Linked DNA regions of Hordeum vulgare: region 2 is linked to region 1. Evidence: chromatin contacts called from public Hi-C data. All regions are on one chromosome and are shown on one strand. Each heading gives the region's core, a stretch centred on a gene start, on an enhancer-like site or on the middle of the called end of the contact. The rest is flanking DNA. Distances are from core to core; before and after follow the strand shown.

Evidence for each region. A called contact is a pair of places that touch in the nucleus more often than the background predicts.
Region 2: a contact with region 1 is called in a Hi-C map of leaf, with 6 times the contacts expected there. The contact joins the promoter of LOC123404063 here to the promoter of LOC123404010 in region 1. A contact is called at or near these places in 5 of 6 Hi-C or Micro-C datasets (leaf, seedling and an unstated tissue).

The regions. Positions count from the first base shown.
Region 1 is chr6H:380,626,704-380,630,230 of MorexV3_pseudomolecules_assembly, reverse strand. It overlaps LOC123404010 (probable aquaporin PIP2-2), which reads right to left and starts at 1,694. Exons shown (of 4, transcript XM_045097910.1): 1 at 1,230-1,694; 2 at 818-1,113. The coding sequence starts at 1,545.
Region 2 is chr6H:380,776,848-380,780,454 of MorexV3_pseudomolecules_assembly, reverse strand. LOC123404063 (phytosulfokine receptor 1-like) reads left to right here and starts at 1,452. Exons shown (of 1, transcript XM_045097988.1): 1 at 1,452-3,607. The coding sequence starts at 2,204. It overlaps LOC123404064 (a long non-coding RNA gene), which reads right to left. Exons shown (of 2, transcript XR_006611619.1): 2 at 743-1,252.

The sequences.
Region 1 (3,527 bases), core at 445-2,944:
TGAGGCGAGACAGCGACTAGTGCCTAATTGAACGAGAGAATCTTCCTATCTGCCTATTGGCACGCAGTGGATCAGACAAGAAGATACATTCGCACATGCAGGTGCTTGATGTAGAGTGATTCGTCAATTTTGGACCATAGATCTTGCATTTTTTGGGGCACTTTAGCATTTAGGTTCATTAAAATGCTTCATTTTGTCAGGATTTGTGAACTTGGTTGCCCTACTCCGGCGCTCCCTCCCAAAAGTATTTTGCTACTATAGCACTGCAAAAATGCTATATCTACGTAAGTAACTAACGTAAACTTACGTTCCTTATTTCCTTAACCAATCACCGGTCCCCTGATTTTTAGGGATGGGCCTGTATTGTTTTTATCTTTCAACTAACTCATGCCAGATCATCTTAAACGTAAGTTTACGTTAAAAACTTACGTAGATGTATCAAAGCTCATAGCACTGGTAGTAGAAATTGAGTATATGATTTGATAATCGCTTTTTAGTTTTTACCAACTATTAACTTCAGTAATTCGAGTTTAACTTACTAGAATATTCTTTCTGAGCACACTTGTTAGAATGTTTTCTCGTTCTTAAGTAAGTTGTTCCAATACTAAGTCAACGACTTCCGCAGCACTTTGATCTGCAGCCAATTCTATCATTGGCCATAAACCCATATACTCTAAAGTGTACTTTTCTTTTGATGGACACTGTAAAGTGTCTCTATGGTTTAATGGTATATATACTGCTACGCTATAGTAGCCATGAGCGATGCAACTAGCGAGACGTTTCAGTAGCCAGTCTCAGTAGTAGTACTAGTACTCACCGGGATGTGGGAATCACGGGCGTTGCGCTTGGGGTCGGTGGCGGAGAAGACCGTGTAGACGAGCACGAAGGTGCCGATGATCTCGGCCGCTAGACCGGTGCCCTTGGAGTAGCCTGCGCTGAGCTCGTTGGCGCCACCGCCGTACCGCACGTAGTAGGAGCTCTGGAAGCCCTTGACAAGGCCGACGCCGCAGATGGCGCCGAGGCACTGCGCGATGATGTAGAGCAGCGCCCGGATGAGCGACACCTTCCTCGCCAGGAACAACCCGAAGGTCACCGCCGGGTTGATGTGTCCACCTATGCATCGTGAAGAGAGAACGCGGGTCAGTCACACGCATGTGCATGATGCATGCATACATGCAGTTAGTATGCGCGAGAAGTTAAGAGAACTAGTGGTCGATCGACGGACGGACCTGAGACGCCGGCGGTGCAGTAGACGAGGACGAAGATCATGCCGCCGAAGGCCCATGCTATGCCGAGGATGCCGACGCCGCTGCAGGCCGCGTCGGTGGTGTTGACGGTGGGGTCGGACTGGTGCTTGTACCCGATGACGGTGGCCACGGTGATGTAGAGGAAGAGGAGCGTGGCGACGAACTCGGCGATCACCGCGCGGTACAGCGACCACTTGGTCAGCTCCTCGAAGTCCACGATCGGCGCCGGGGGCGGGTCCGAGTAGTCCTTGCTGGAGAACTCGCCCCCTTGGGGTGCCGCCTCAATGTCCTTGGCCATTGCTAAGCTAGCTCAACCTAGTGCCCTCTAGCTTGAACGGTGCTTGCTGCAGTTGTTCAGTGTGAGGAGAAAGGGGAGGGCCGGTCAGGTATATATGGGACGTGAGAGGGTGGCTCGTGCCGGGGAGAGGACGAGCTCATCATCAGCTCGAGTTTGGCCTGTTAAGGGGGGAGGCAGATTGATTATTAGCGAGGGATAAGGTTTTCTGCTTAGTTTTTGGGAGGTTTTGGGTTATAATTTGCCGCCCACAACCGACTATAGCATCATCGTTAGGTCGTTTTCGGAGCCTAACGAACTGGTGGCTAGTGATCAATTGGAGGGGAGGGGCTGTTTTCTAAGGTATGTGCAGTGCAGTGCAGTGCAGTGCGCTTACGTTGCTGCTGTACCGCCCTGGAAAAAAGAATATGCAGAAAGTTCAGAAAGCGCACCAAAGTGTTCTACTCTCGTTGCTTCTCGTTGCTGGTCACTGGCAAGCAACACATCATCAGTGATGGCAAAAAAAAAAGAGAGGATATAGCGACCTTTATCTAGGGGCGTGTAGAGTTAGCATGGGTTTTGCAGATGTCTTGGAACGATCAACGATGTGTCCGTTCCAAATGCATGCATGCATATGCAGCTCCAAGTAACTTTTGCTGTAGCGCCGACTACTCCCGACAATTTGGCAGTCCTACCTTTCAGAAAACAATTCAGTATACACAGACAATGACAGGAATTTCAACAGGTTCAGTATATACATGCTTATCCACCAATGGAGATGCCCAGAAACTTGATTGCCACCAATAACAAACAAGGACAGCGAATCATCGCTAAGACAGACAGCTCGCGCAGCTACTCTGCAAATGGAGATTCCTAACAGTAGCCTGATTAGTTGCAGCCTGCAAGCTGTATGACGTGAAGGCATAATAAGCTGCTCCCCCGCTCTTCTCCCCCCTTGCAGAAAACGTGCTCCCGAAATTTGAAGCCCGGCTGGTTAGGTCTCGCCTTTGTGCTTACGGAGAAATCGTGAACCATCGGTGGTCGCTTTCTCTGATCAAGACAAGTATAACAACGAAACAGATAGGCGCAGAACGTTCCTGTCTGCGAATATTTCTAGTATAGTACGTATACTCTACTACGGTGGAGTGGGCCCCTCGACCGATGACATCTCCTCCATTTTCCTTTCCCTCCCGCTACAACTCGTTCCCTGTAACGAACTCCCTCGAGATGCACAACGTACGTATTCTCATACGTCCATACGGCTCCTACTGGGACACGTGGGACAACAGAGACCTTCAGATTTACGGTATCCACATCAGCCGCGCGCGACCAGCCAATCCGGCGGTGCCACCTACGATCATGTGGCTGGAAAGCACCGGGCGGCTCGGGTCGCTCTCACGGCCCAATCATTCAGATTTTAGGAGATGCACCCGTCGACGTAGCTAGCAGCTAGTACTACAACTGTGATGCGGCTCGGACTTTATGCCGACGCAGGACAAGAGCTTGTTCTTGCACGCAAAAGAAACAAGAGCTCACACATTGCATGTAAAATTTACATCTTTGTGTGAAAAGAATGTATTAAAATCGTTAAGATACAACTCTCAGCCTCTACACTAATACGATCTTAGAAGCACCTAGCAACTCCAACGCGCCGATTCAAACGGACAATATTTTTGTCCTTGGGTCTGCCGTCCGTTCGACGTCCGTCGTATTTAACATTTAGATTGGTAATGCGTCCAACGTCCGGGATTTAAATTTATTGACGTGATCGGCTGTCCGTCCCTTTTCAACAAATATGAGCACGTTTTGCATTATTTAACAAGCAGACGTATAAAAAATAGCATAGTTTCACAATCAAATAAAACATAGTTTTTAAATAAATAAGTATAGTTTTACAAACTGAATAAAAATTAAATTGTCTTAAATACATATTAAAAAAGATACATCTATTGGTTGTCAACATGAGCCCACATATGCTCAACCAAATCATTTTGCAGCTCCACGTG
Region 2 (3,607 bases), core at 203-2,702, 150 kb before region 1:
CACTAAAGCAAAAAATAATATTACCCAAATTATCGGTTCACGACGGCCGGATACGATCTTGTCTTGTGCACATGAAGACGATTGAAATGCTGCGCATTCTATCTAGTCTTGTGCACATGAAGACGATTGAGATGCTGCGCATTCTATCTAGTCTTGTGCACTAGTGGCACGGGCAGTCTGTGACTTGTAGTGGAGTACATGTGATTTAACGATGACACTAAACCAAAGATGAAAAGGGCTTTCTGCCCTCCTAGTCCTAGAGCGGTCGGTCATTACTCATTAGTGTTCTTGCACACGCACGCCATCATCTCTCTCAGGGAAATCAACTCCAAATTTAAACCTTTCCAAGACTCTACTCAACCGCACAGGTCCGGCAATTCGTGGAAAAGAAGGCAAAGGAAAAGACAAAAGTTACGGGTAGTGGGCGTGCAAGTGGCGTAGCATTCCCGCCAGGTAATTGGCCGCCCCTGTCCGAGTGGCCATAGACGAAATGCGCACCGGTGGCAACTTGCACCATACCTAGCTCAGTCTGTTATTTTACCACGATTAGATGTATGTTCCTATATGATATGAAGTCAATTACCATGTCACTGAGGAACAGGTAGTATGATGCATATCAATTAGGTAATTTTAATAAAATGACATAGAACTAAATGAAAAAAGAAAAGGTTGAGTATCATATCATGATATCATATCATCTTAAATGATATGCTACCGTGCGTTATGCATGACAACAAATAAATAATTCCATAATACTAACATACAGATATAGTATCATATGCATAATACTAATATATGATGGCAGGCCGGTGAAATACGAGACGACAACACGTACGTCTTAAAGTTCCATAACGCTTAAAGGAATGATGATAGGCTCCATTAAATCCTCCAAACGACTCGCCGAGTTCCAAAATTAAACTGCATATGGTCTCGTACGTCTGTATTTTCTTAGGGTAGACACCGAGCCAGATAACATTAAACCGATGACCCAGACCCAGCTCTCACCAACAACAGAGCGCAGTGCTTCATCCACAGATTTTATCAGCCATCAACTCGAGCCTAATTTATAATAGACCAAAATGCAGAGTACGAGTAGAATTCTCCCCAGCCCTTTGTACCGTATAATAAGCGCCTAGCTTTTGGAGCCGTGCCATATGTTCACGGGAGGGCACGGCAGGGCCATGGCCGGCCCGGCCGAAAGGGGCGGCTGCACATGCACAGCTTGCCGCTGGCCGTTGACTCTCCTGCCAACCTGCCACAACCAGCCATCCTTCAGTTTTTGGATATACTCCCTCCTAAATATAATTATTTTTCGATATTTCATTAAAGATCTGCATACGGAGCAAAATAAATGAATCTACACTCTAAAACATGTTCATATACATCGGTATGTAGTTCCTAGTGAAACATCTAAAAAGACATATATTTAGAAACGAAGGGAGTACAAGCCTGACAAGTATAGCAACTAGCTATCTTCGAACATATAAATATCTTATGGAAAGCATTCCTAATTAATCATGATTTTGGTATTACGTCCATGACAGGGCCCATTATATGTAAAAAATATTACTGTATTTGTTATAAAAAAATCGACAGTGCTAATATCTGCAAGATTGATTGCCTGTATATTCTCTAAGAGACTGCTCCCTTGAGCTCGTAGAAGTGCCTTCAACAGCAATCGGTTACACCCGTGCGAAATAGCCACACATAGAGAAGCATAATCAATCTAGTTCTTCGAATATCTAGCAATATCCATTTTGTATGCAGGCCGTATCCTTCACCAGTCCGCTTTCACGCTAGTTATTAGATTCATATCCCGAAAACAGCCAAAAGGAAAAGGAAAGCGAGAATGAAAAGGACGGTTAGGCCAACTTTGAACGCAAGTCAAAAGATTTCCGACCATGGATTTCTCTAGCAAGTTGACAGAGACAATCAATTTCCTCAAGAAAATTCGGGACTCCCACTGCCGAGTGCCTGCACAATCAAAGGTCAAAACCGGAGCACGCACCACCCTACTCTGATGTCCTACCGTCTCACACCTCGCCTCCCTCCCTCATCCTTCACTGCCGCCTGCCGCCACCATTGTTGCTTGGGAAACCAGCTTTACGCCCCAAATGGCTTAGATATCACATAGCTCCTGAACACAGCAAACAAGAACCTCTCTTCCCCATTCAAGAGCATCAGCATAGCTCTTCTTGCATCAATGGGGCATTTCTTGATGAAACGCACTACCACATGGCCAACCTGTTTCATCCTATGGTGCTTGTCCACGCAGCTTCTCTTCCTGTCCCCGGTCTACTCCCTCAACCAAAGCTCCTGCAACCCAGATGATTATGGTGCACTGGAAGGCTTCCTGAGAGGTCTCACCGGAGGCATCAGCAGCTGGATGCTCTCAAACACGACATCCGAAGTGGCTAACTGCTGTGCATGGGCGGGTGTCACATGCGACGCTCGCGGCCGGGTCATCAGGCTGGACCTCCATGGCAGGAACCTCAAGGGCGAGCTGGCACTTTCGCTTGCACAGCTGGACCATCTCCAGTGGCTCAACCTCTCCAATAACAACCTCCGTGGTGCCATCCCGGCACCCCTCGTTCAGCTCCATAGGCTGCAGCGGCTCGACGTAAGCAACAACGAGCTTTCCGGCACATTCCCGGCCAACGTGTCACTCCCAGTGATTGATGTGTTCAACATATCCTTCAACTCATTCAGCGGCACCCATCCCACACTCCATGGTTCAGCTCAGCTTACGGTGTTCGACGCAGGGTACAATATGTTCACCGGGAGAATTGATTCAAGCATCTGTGAGTCATCTCGAGTGATCCGTGTGATAAGATTCACTTCGAATCTCTTTGCCGGGGAACTGCCGGCAGGCTTCGGAAACTGCACAAAGCTCGAGGAGCTATATGCCGAGCTCAACAGCATCTCCGGGAGCTTGCCAGACAACCTATTCAAGTTGCAATTTCTGAAGAATTTGTCTCTGCAGGAGAATCAGCTCACTGGTAGGATGAGCCCGAGGTTTGGCAATCTGTCCAGCCTTGCTCAGCTGGACATTTCTTTTAATTCCTTCTCTGGACAACTTCCAGATGTTTTTGGTAGGCTTGGCAAGTTAGAGTACTTCTCTGCACAGTCCAACCTCTTCAGAGGCCCATTGCCTGCTTCATTGTCCCAGTTGCCATCACTGAAGATGATGTACTTGCGAAACAATTCACTGAATGGAAGGATCAACCTCAATTGCTTGGAGATGAGACAACTGTGCTCACTTGACCTTGGGACAAATAGGTTCATTGGCACAATTGATAGCTTGTCAGATTGCCATCACCTCAGAAGCCTAAATCTTGGCACAAACAACCTCAGTGGCGAAATACCAGCCGATTTCAGAAAGCTTCAGTTTTTGTCCTACATCTCACTTTCGAACAACAGCTTCACAAATATTTCCTCGGCATTATCTGTCCTTCAGGACTGTCCAAGCCTAACAAGCCTTGTGTTGACAAAAAACTTCCATGATGGGAAGGCCTTGCCGATGACTGGAATATATGGCTTTCATAAGATCCAAGTGTTTGTGATTGCTAATAGCCATCTTTCTGGAGCAATACCACCATGGCTAGCT